2 separate regions of the Mus musculus genome follow, and region 2 is linked to region 1. The links are chromatin contacts, called in public Hi-C maps. All regions are on one chromosome and are shown on one strand. Each heading gives the region's core, a stretch centred on a gene start, on an enhancer-like site or on the middle of the called end of the contact. The rest is flanking DNA. Distances are from core to core; before and after follow the strand shown.

Evidence for each region. A called contact is a pair of places that touch in the nucleus more often than the background predicts.
Region 2: a contact with region 1 is called in a Hi-C map of cerebellar granule neurons, with 2.8 times the contacts expected there. The contact joins the enhancer-like site here to the promoter of Cntnap4 in region 1. A contact is called at or near these places in 1 of 39 promoter capture datasets (cranial neural crest), 4 of 484 Hi-C or Micro-C datasets (brain, cerebellar granule neurons and cerebellum) and 3 of 9 other capture datasets (adipose tissue, embryonic stem cells and liver).

What each region holds. Positions count from the first base shown.
Region 1 is chr8:112,568,358-112,571,788 of GRCm38.p6, forward strand. Cntnap4 (contactin associated protein-like 4) reads left to right here and starts at 1,686. Exons shown (of 24, transcript NM_130457.2): 1 at 1,686-1,868. The coding sequence starts at 1,778. Gm26994 (predicted gene, 26994) reads right to left here and starts at 1,218. Exons shown (of 6, transcript NR_132433.1): 1 at 1,106-1,218.
Region 2 is chr8:112,650,986-112,654,416 of GRCm38.p6, forward strand. The region is part of intron 2 of Cntnap4 (contactin associated protein-like 4); the gene reads left to right. Among named protein-coding and RNA genes, the nearest start is that of Cntnap4, 83 kb to the left of the region's middle. Within about 2 kb of position 1,821, at least 3 of the 459 cell types and tissues checked have an H3K27ac peak or open chromatin away from gene starts, as enhancers often do. A contact at or near this core is called in cerebellar granule neurons and cerebellum, where this site is marked.

The DNA.
Region 1 (3,431 bases), core at 436-2,935:
ACAAAAACAAAACTCAGTCTAGCTTCCTCTTTCCTTCCTAACTCAATGATCCTGCACATCATTCTCTTCTCTGTTCTTGGTTTTCCACCTGCAAAATAGGAAAAACAAAACTATCCATTTGGCTTTGTTTGAAGTCAAGAGCTAAATAATTATGCTTTGTTTATGGATGGTTCTCTCACCCCACCCCCTTTTTCATAGCCCAGCAAGGCTGCCTCTGGTTCCAAACACCAAGATGTTGCTTGAGAGCTCCTGGATTCCTGCCTTGATGACGCCCAGGAAATCAGCAGGAAGACGTCTTGACATTTATTTTAAAGAGATGATTTACCCTCTCTGACACCATGTGATGTGCCGCTCTGTATGGGGTCTTAACTTTATCATTTGAGTGCTTTAATATTCTACACAAGCAATAGTGCCCAGGGAGTGGCCACTGGAAGAATATTCTCTGTAGTTGTTGATTTTCTGAGTGTGTGTTGCACCCATTTGTATGTCTGTGAGTATGTATAAGTGTGTGCATATGTGTGTGAGTGTATGCATGTGTGTGCACATGTATATGTGCATGCATGTGTGCCTGTGAGTGTGTATAAGTGAGTATGTATTCCTGTCAGTGTGTGAATGTGTGCGCGTGAGTGTGTACCTGTGTGTGCACTCACGTGTGTGTGCACGCACACACATATGGGAGGGGGTTCCCTTTTTCAGTATTCCATAATTTTCCATTTTGGGCCCTCTGGGAATTACTATTAAGAAACATGATTATGGAATGCTGCCTATTTCCAGAAGGATGCTTTCATAAAACTCAGTCTACTCAGAGAACTCTTCATGGGTGGATTTGTATTCCTGAAGCACCAACTAAAATAAGAAATGTTAATTTCTCGCAGACTATTATCAGATGATTTTTAAATATCTGCCAAGCAGGAATGTCTGTTCCCATGTGAGGAATTTCCGTAATAAAATCCTGGCACCGGAGCACAAGGCAATAGTTTTATAGAAACAGAGAAAAACAGCACGCGTTTTCCCGGAGGACAGTTTTAGCTACAATTCACCAACGCTTGCTTCGTTATTTCTGTCTTATTTTATGCTTTTGTTTTGAAACATAATGCAGTTTTACCTGGATACACTCCCGGGCAATCAGGAAATAGCTCACTATGTTGGTTGGTACTGCCAAATACAAGACCTGCGGAAAATCAGAAGGCTTCCTTGCCTGGCTGCTTTCCTCACCCCAAAGGGTGGCAGGGCACAAAATGGGTTAAAGCTTATTGGAGAATAGAGGGGAGGGGAGGGAGCCCCGAGGAGGCCAGGAGCAGCGGGCAGCGGGCAGCGCCTCCAGGTCCAGCTTCCATCACCTGCAGCCGCTGCGGAGCTCAGAAAGCTGCTGGCTGCTGCTGTGCTTTTTGGAGGAGGAAGGATGCTGGGGCAAATTTCTAAGACCGGTGCGAGGAGTGGGCGTGGCCTCGGCAGCAGTGTGTAAGCTTGTTAGGACAGAAGCTGGTTGCTTTTCTGTGAGGAACCAGTACTGAGGGCAGGGGAGAAGGAGGGTGGGGAAGAAAGAGAGAGAGAAAGAGAGAGAGGAGAGGGAGAGAGAGAAGGAAGGAGGAGCAAGGGAGGAGGGAGGAGGGAGAGGAGGAGGAGAGAGCGCGCGCGTGAGAGGAGGGAGGGGGAGGAAAGAGATCCAGAGAGCTAGAGATACTGAAGACCCAGTCAGTGCTGGGTGAAGGACTGAGGAGAACCTGTCTCCAGCGCTCTGAGAGCCACTCGAGATATTTTGGGGAGCTCAAAAATTATGAATATGGGATCTGTCGCTGGAGCTGTTCTCAAGATGTTACTTCTGTTGTCTACTCAAAATTGGAACAGAGTGGAAGCTGGGAATTCATGTAAGTACACAGCAAATGATTTAAAACTTGCAGGGGGGCTCCGCGCAAAACTTTGATTCTGTTGTTTTCACGATTAATCTTTTCAACTGGAATCGCTGCGGGGCTAGGAAAAGCACTACAGGGAAATTGTGCAAATATGATCGGGTTCCTCTTGGTCTGGTCAAAATATGCAATATGTTATTTGGATTTTTTTTTTTTTACTAGCAGAATTTCACTCTCTTTGAATATTCATTGAGAAGACTCAACTTCTAGTAAAACATTAAATTAGCATCTTAATCGGGGGACCAGCCCGGGAACGTCTTCCATTGCGCCTGTCTTGAGGTCATTAAATTTCATTGGGATTATTTGTCTACCAGGAAAACAACCCGCAGACTTGATATTCTGCTGCATTAGCTGAGATTTCTGAAGTTTGCGATTTAGCAGTGGCTGGCTGCATCTCTGAAATGGTGCAGGCTAATAGCTGAGACATACTGCAGACTTCGCGGGCAGGGGCAGGCAGAACTGGTGGAGGCACAGCTCAGCACTGGAGAGCTGTGTCCTCAGGCAGAAGAGCACTCCTGGATGGGTACCCATCCCTACATCTCCCTTAAAGGGAAATGTGCAGGTGACTTCCCCCTCCCCCACCACCCGCTTAAGTAGTGTTCTCTAGTGGTTGAATTTTCAACTTCATGTATTTGTGATTGATTGTCTTAGTGCTGAGTTCATTGATTCGAGGAACATTTGTTATGGTCTCGTTGCTTAATTTAAATATCATCCAAAATACCCTGGCCCAACTCTTTCGTCAGCTTGCCATTGGAAATAGGAAAAGTTTTAAAAGTTTATATTTGGTTTAGATTCTTTAGATAGAAGAATTTCCTCTTTTTATGTATGATAAAAACAGCCAAGCAAACACACAACTTTCTATTTCTTTCTCTGCTTTACAAGAAAGGGTTATAAGTCCTGCTCAGGAATGGATGGGACCTGCCTTACTGACAGCTTTAGGTTTGAGAGACAAGACATTGGTAACTCTCTTTGCCATAGACCCTCTTTTGCCTTAACTGTAGAGTCCTCACGAGGGAAAGGCACAGGGAACTCACTGCCACGAGCTCGTGTCCACCCACTGATGATTTTTCAGGAGCTCATTTAATGTCAGAATTTACCTGCCACTCTGCAAAGGCAAAGGAGAGAACTTCACTCCTAGGCTGGACTGTGCTTCCCATTCAATTTCAAATCGAATGTGTGGGAATCCCATTAAATCAGTAAAATATGTATAGTTTCACCTAGCCAAAATCTTAGAGGGTCCTGTGGGTGATGGCCTTGACAAGCGCTGTAGCAAATAAACAAACAAGGATGATACACAGCAGACCTGAACCCACCTACCCGCTCAGTTGAAGTTCTGTGGCAAAGGTGTAATTCCTTCTGCAGCTGCAGGGGTTCATCAGAGAGGGAGCACTAGAGGTCACTGTTGCGATGCGAAGCACACAAGCTCTTCCCTTGAGTTGGGCAGAGCTTCATGCTGGCCTAACCCAGTTTGTCTTCCCTATGCCTTGCCTGCACATCTTTTTGCAGTTTATTAATATGAAT
Region 2 (3,431 bases), core at 571-3,070, 83 kb after region 1:
GTAGGATTCTTACGTTTGCCTTTCGCCATCTGGTAATCTCTGAAGCTAGCTGTTTTAGTTGTCACTGTTAAGAGCTTGTTCTTCAGGTGACTCTGTTAGCCTCTATAAGCAGACCTGGAGGGTAGCACTCTCCTTAGTTTCAGTGGGCAGAGTATTCTCTGCAGGCAAGCTCTCTTCTTGCAAGGCAGGTGCCCAGATATCTGGTGTTCGAACCAGACTCCTGGCAGAAGTTGTGTTCCACTCACTAGAGGTCTTAGGATCACGTGTGGAATCCTGTGTGGGCCCTTGCGGGTGTCAGGCGACTCAGCTGGCAAGGTAGCCCGGGGCTCAAGTCGAGCGGAAGGGACTTGTGCCCCAGATCAGGCCCGGGTAGCCTGCTTCCCTATGTACCACAGTCTCAGGTTCCGCCCGGTTGGATTGGGGCAGGCGCTGTGTTCCACTCACCAGAGGTCTTAGGATCCCGTGGGGAGTCCCGTGTGGGCCCTTGCGGGTGTTGGGCAAGACTCTGCTGGCAAGGTAGCCCAGGGGTCGAGTCTCGAGTCGAGTGGAAGGGACTTGTGCCCCAGATCAGGCCCGGGTAGCCTGCTTCCCTATGTACCGCAGTCTCAGGTTCCGCCCGGTTGGATTGGGGCAGGCGCTGTGTTCCACTCACCAGAGGTCTTAGGGTCCCGTGGGGAGTCCCGTGTGGGCCCTTGCGGGTGTTGGGCCAGACTCTGCTGGCAAGGTAGCCCGGGGCTCGAGTCTCAAGTCGAGCGGAAGGGACTTGTGCCCCAGATCAGGCCTGGGTAGCCTGCTTCCCTATGTACCACAGTCTCAGGTTCCGCGCGATTGGATTGGGACAGGCGCTGTGTTCCACTCACCAGAGGTCTTAGGGTCCCGTGGGGAGTCCCGTGTGGGCCCTTGCGGGTGTTGGGCAAGACTCTGCTGGCAAGGTAGCCCGGGGCTCGAGTCTCAAGTCCTAGCTATATCATTTTAAAGTAGGGTTCTATTTCTAATTCTGTCCAGACTCCTTACTGTATGTTGTCCCACATCACATTGTCTCCAAATCACTAGCCTCTACTGGCTGATAGCTTCTTTGGAATGTGTGAGTCCTTTCCAAGTGAAATCCCAGACATATCAGCTTTATAATATCTCTTCTCCTCCTTCCAAAGTGGTAGTTGGTTGATGAAATACATCCATGGTGCCTTGGTGTGGTTGTGTGCCATAACTTTGTTGTGGTATCAGAGGTGATTGAGGCTTGCCAGTGGGTGCTTACACTTTGTGCCTTCTGTGTCTACTGAGAATGGTAGAGTTGATTTCCCAACACTGGATATTTGTTGCTGTGCAACTGCCTGTATAGTAGCTTATTTACATCTTTGTTCTCTTGGCAAGGGCCAACATTACTTTGTGCTGAGGGATCTGTATGACACCTTTATGCTACTATGCAGATTCCTTTTTGCTAACTGATAGCACAGGGCTACAGGGGTGACCATTGAGCATTGGCCACTATGATGAAGAATGGCAATCTAGCTCTGAGACAGGCGCTCATCCACAACAATGCACTTTTCTTCTCTTAGACTCTAACTGTAGAATGGTTAAGGTGCTGGAGATTATAACCCACTGGATAGAAGAAAAACAATAACAACAACAAAAAATATTACATCAAAGAAGCCAAGACAGAAAAATGATCTTCTCTCAAAGAAAAAAAAAGAATTTCTGGATTGAGGTAGACAGCCAAAGAGGACTTTATTGAATAACGTTGCAGCAGAGGTCAAGGATACTTCAATAGAGGAGAGAGACTAAACTCAGTTCCTTTGCAACAAGCCCTCGGAGGCACTGGACTGACCTAGTGGAAATGTACCAGAGTACATTGGTGGGGGTTGGTGGATGCAGGCCAATGTGATTAGACCATCTGTTTGCTAATCGGAGCCTGAGGAAGTTGGGCTCCGAATCTCCCACAGAGCCTGGAAGACAGGGACCTTGTCTTCATTGCTTGATTTTCAAAAGGTGTCTCTTAGGTCCTTGAGAATGACAGACCCAGAGTATAAAAAAAGGCAAGAGGCTATATGACAATTTGAGTCTCAAGAGATAGTGAAAGAACTTATAGTTACACGCTTTTAGGAAGTAAAGGCTCTAGAGTCCAAGGCAAAGGATATAAAAAACTGGTATCAGGAAAAAAGGTATTCTGCCTAACTGAATCCAGTCTGAAGGGTAGGCAATGATGCTGCTTTGGCTGGATACAACACTAGTCATTGGTCTTGATATCTGTGCAATAGCCGTGTCCATAGCAAGATGATACAAAGGAAAAGATTCTGGAATTTCAAAATGTATACCTAAGAGTAGATTTATCAAATTCACAAGCCCATATAAATATATCTTAAAACATAGTACTTCACTAGCATTGGGAGACTATTGACTCATTTAATCAATCAAACACCTGTGACTGGATTTTCACCTTCTGTGTCCCAATGTCTACCACCCCACACCCATGCTGCTTTTCCAACTGTTGTGTGAAGGCGATGTCTGTTCATTGTAGGATAGAGACTTTAGTTTCATAATCCAGAAGGTGGAGTAAGGGCATTTGGCTTATGGCAGCTTATCATCTCAGGCTGGCTGGAAAAGAAAAAAAAAATGTTATTTAAATCTCTGAGCTAGTGTACTATCTCTGGTCCATGATGTTATTTACCAAAATGACCTGCCTCAATATAATGGATCTAAATGGGAACTTTTAGACAAGTATTATAATGGGCTTAGAAAGTAAAGCATGGCAGGTCCTGTTCATCATCTGACTTTCTAGACACCATGTACTCAAAACCATTTTTCCCCAAACAGCTAATGTAAATAAACCAAAATTCAATGTGGTAAAAATAAAAACAGATTAAGGCACAGTATAAGGGTTTTCTGTAGCTTTATTAGGCCTCTGGAGGAAATTTGGCTGTCCTAAAATGGGAAAAAAAATCAAATATATAAATCAAAATGCCTGAACAGAGAAAGGATATAAATATTTACTTTTCAGTCCTCTGAATTATTAAAGATTTTAGAAATGTTTGATCTGGCAAGACAAAAAGAAGGGCTGAAAGTCAGTCTGCCAATTCGCTGTGAGGCTAAATTGATAGACAACAAAGGACTCGGGCCTAGGAGAACTTAGTGACATATTATTAATTCAGGGCCCTGCTGGGGAGATGAAGGGAGAAAGCATCTCATTTCCATTGTATCCAGAATTCAAAAAACAAAACTGTGGCTACATCTGTGAGATGTAGTTTGGAGTAACTCAACTGGGTAGCTATGAGCTGATTGGTTGGCTGTGAGATTGAGATCTCAGCCAATTGTTGAGATTTTCCATTTGAGTGCACCACTGAAAAGCATTCTGGGCTTCAGTTGATCTCAGGCCCAGCTTATATGCGTTCAAACACTCAGGCCCATAGGGCTGCAATTCTATTTTATTTCATTAT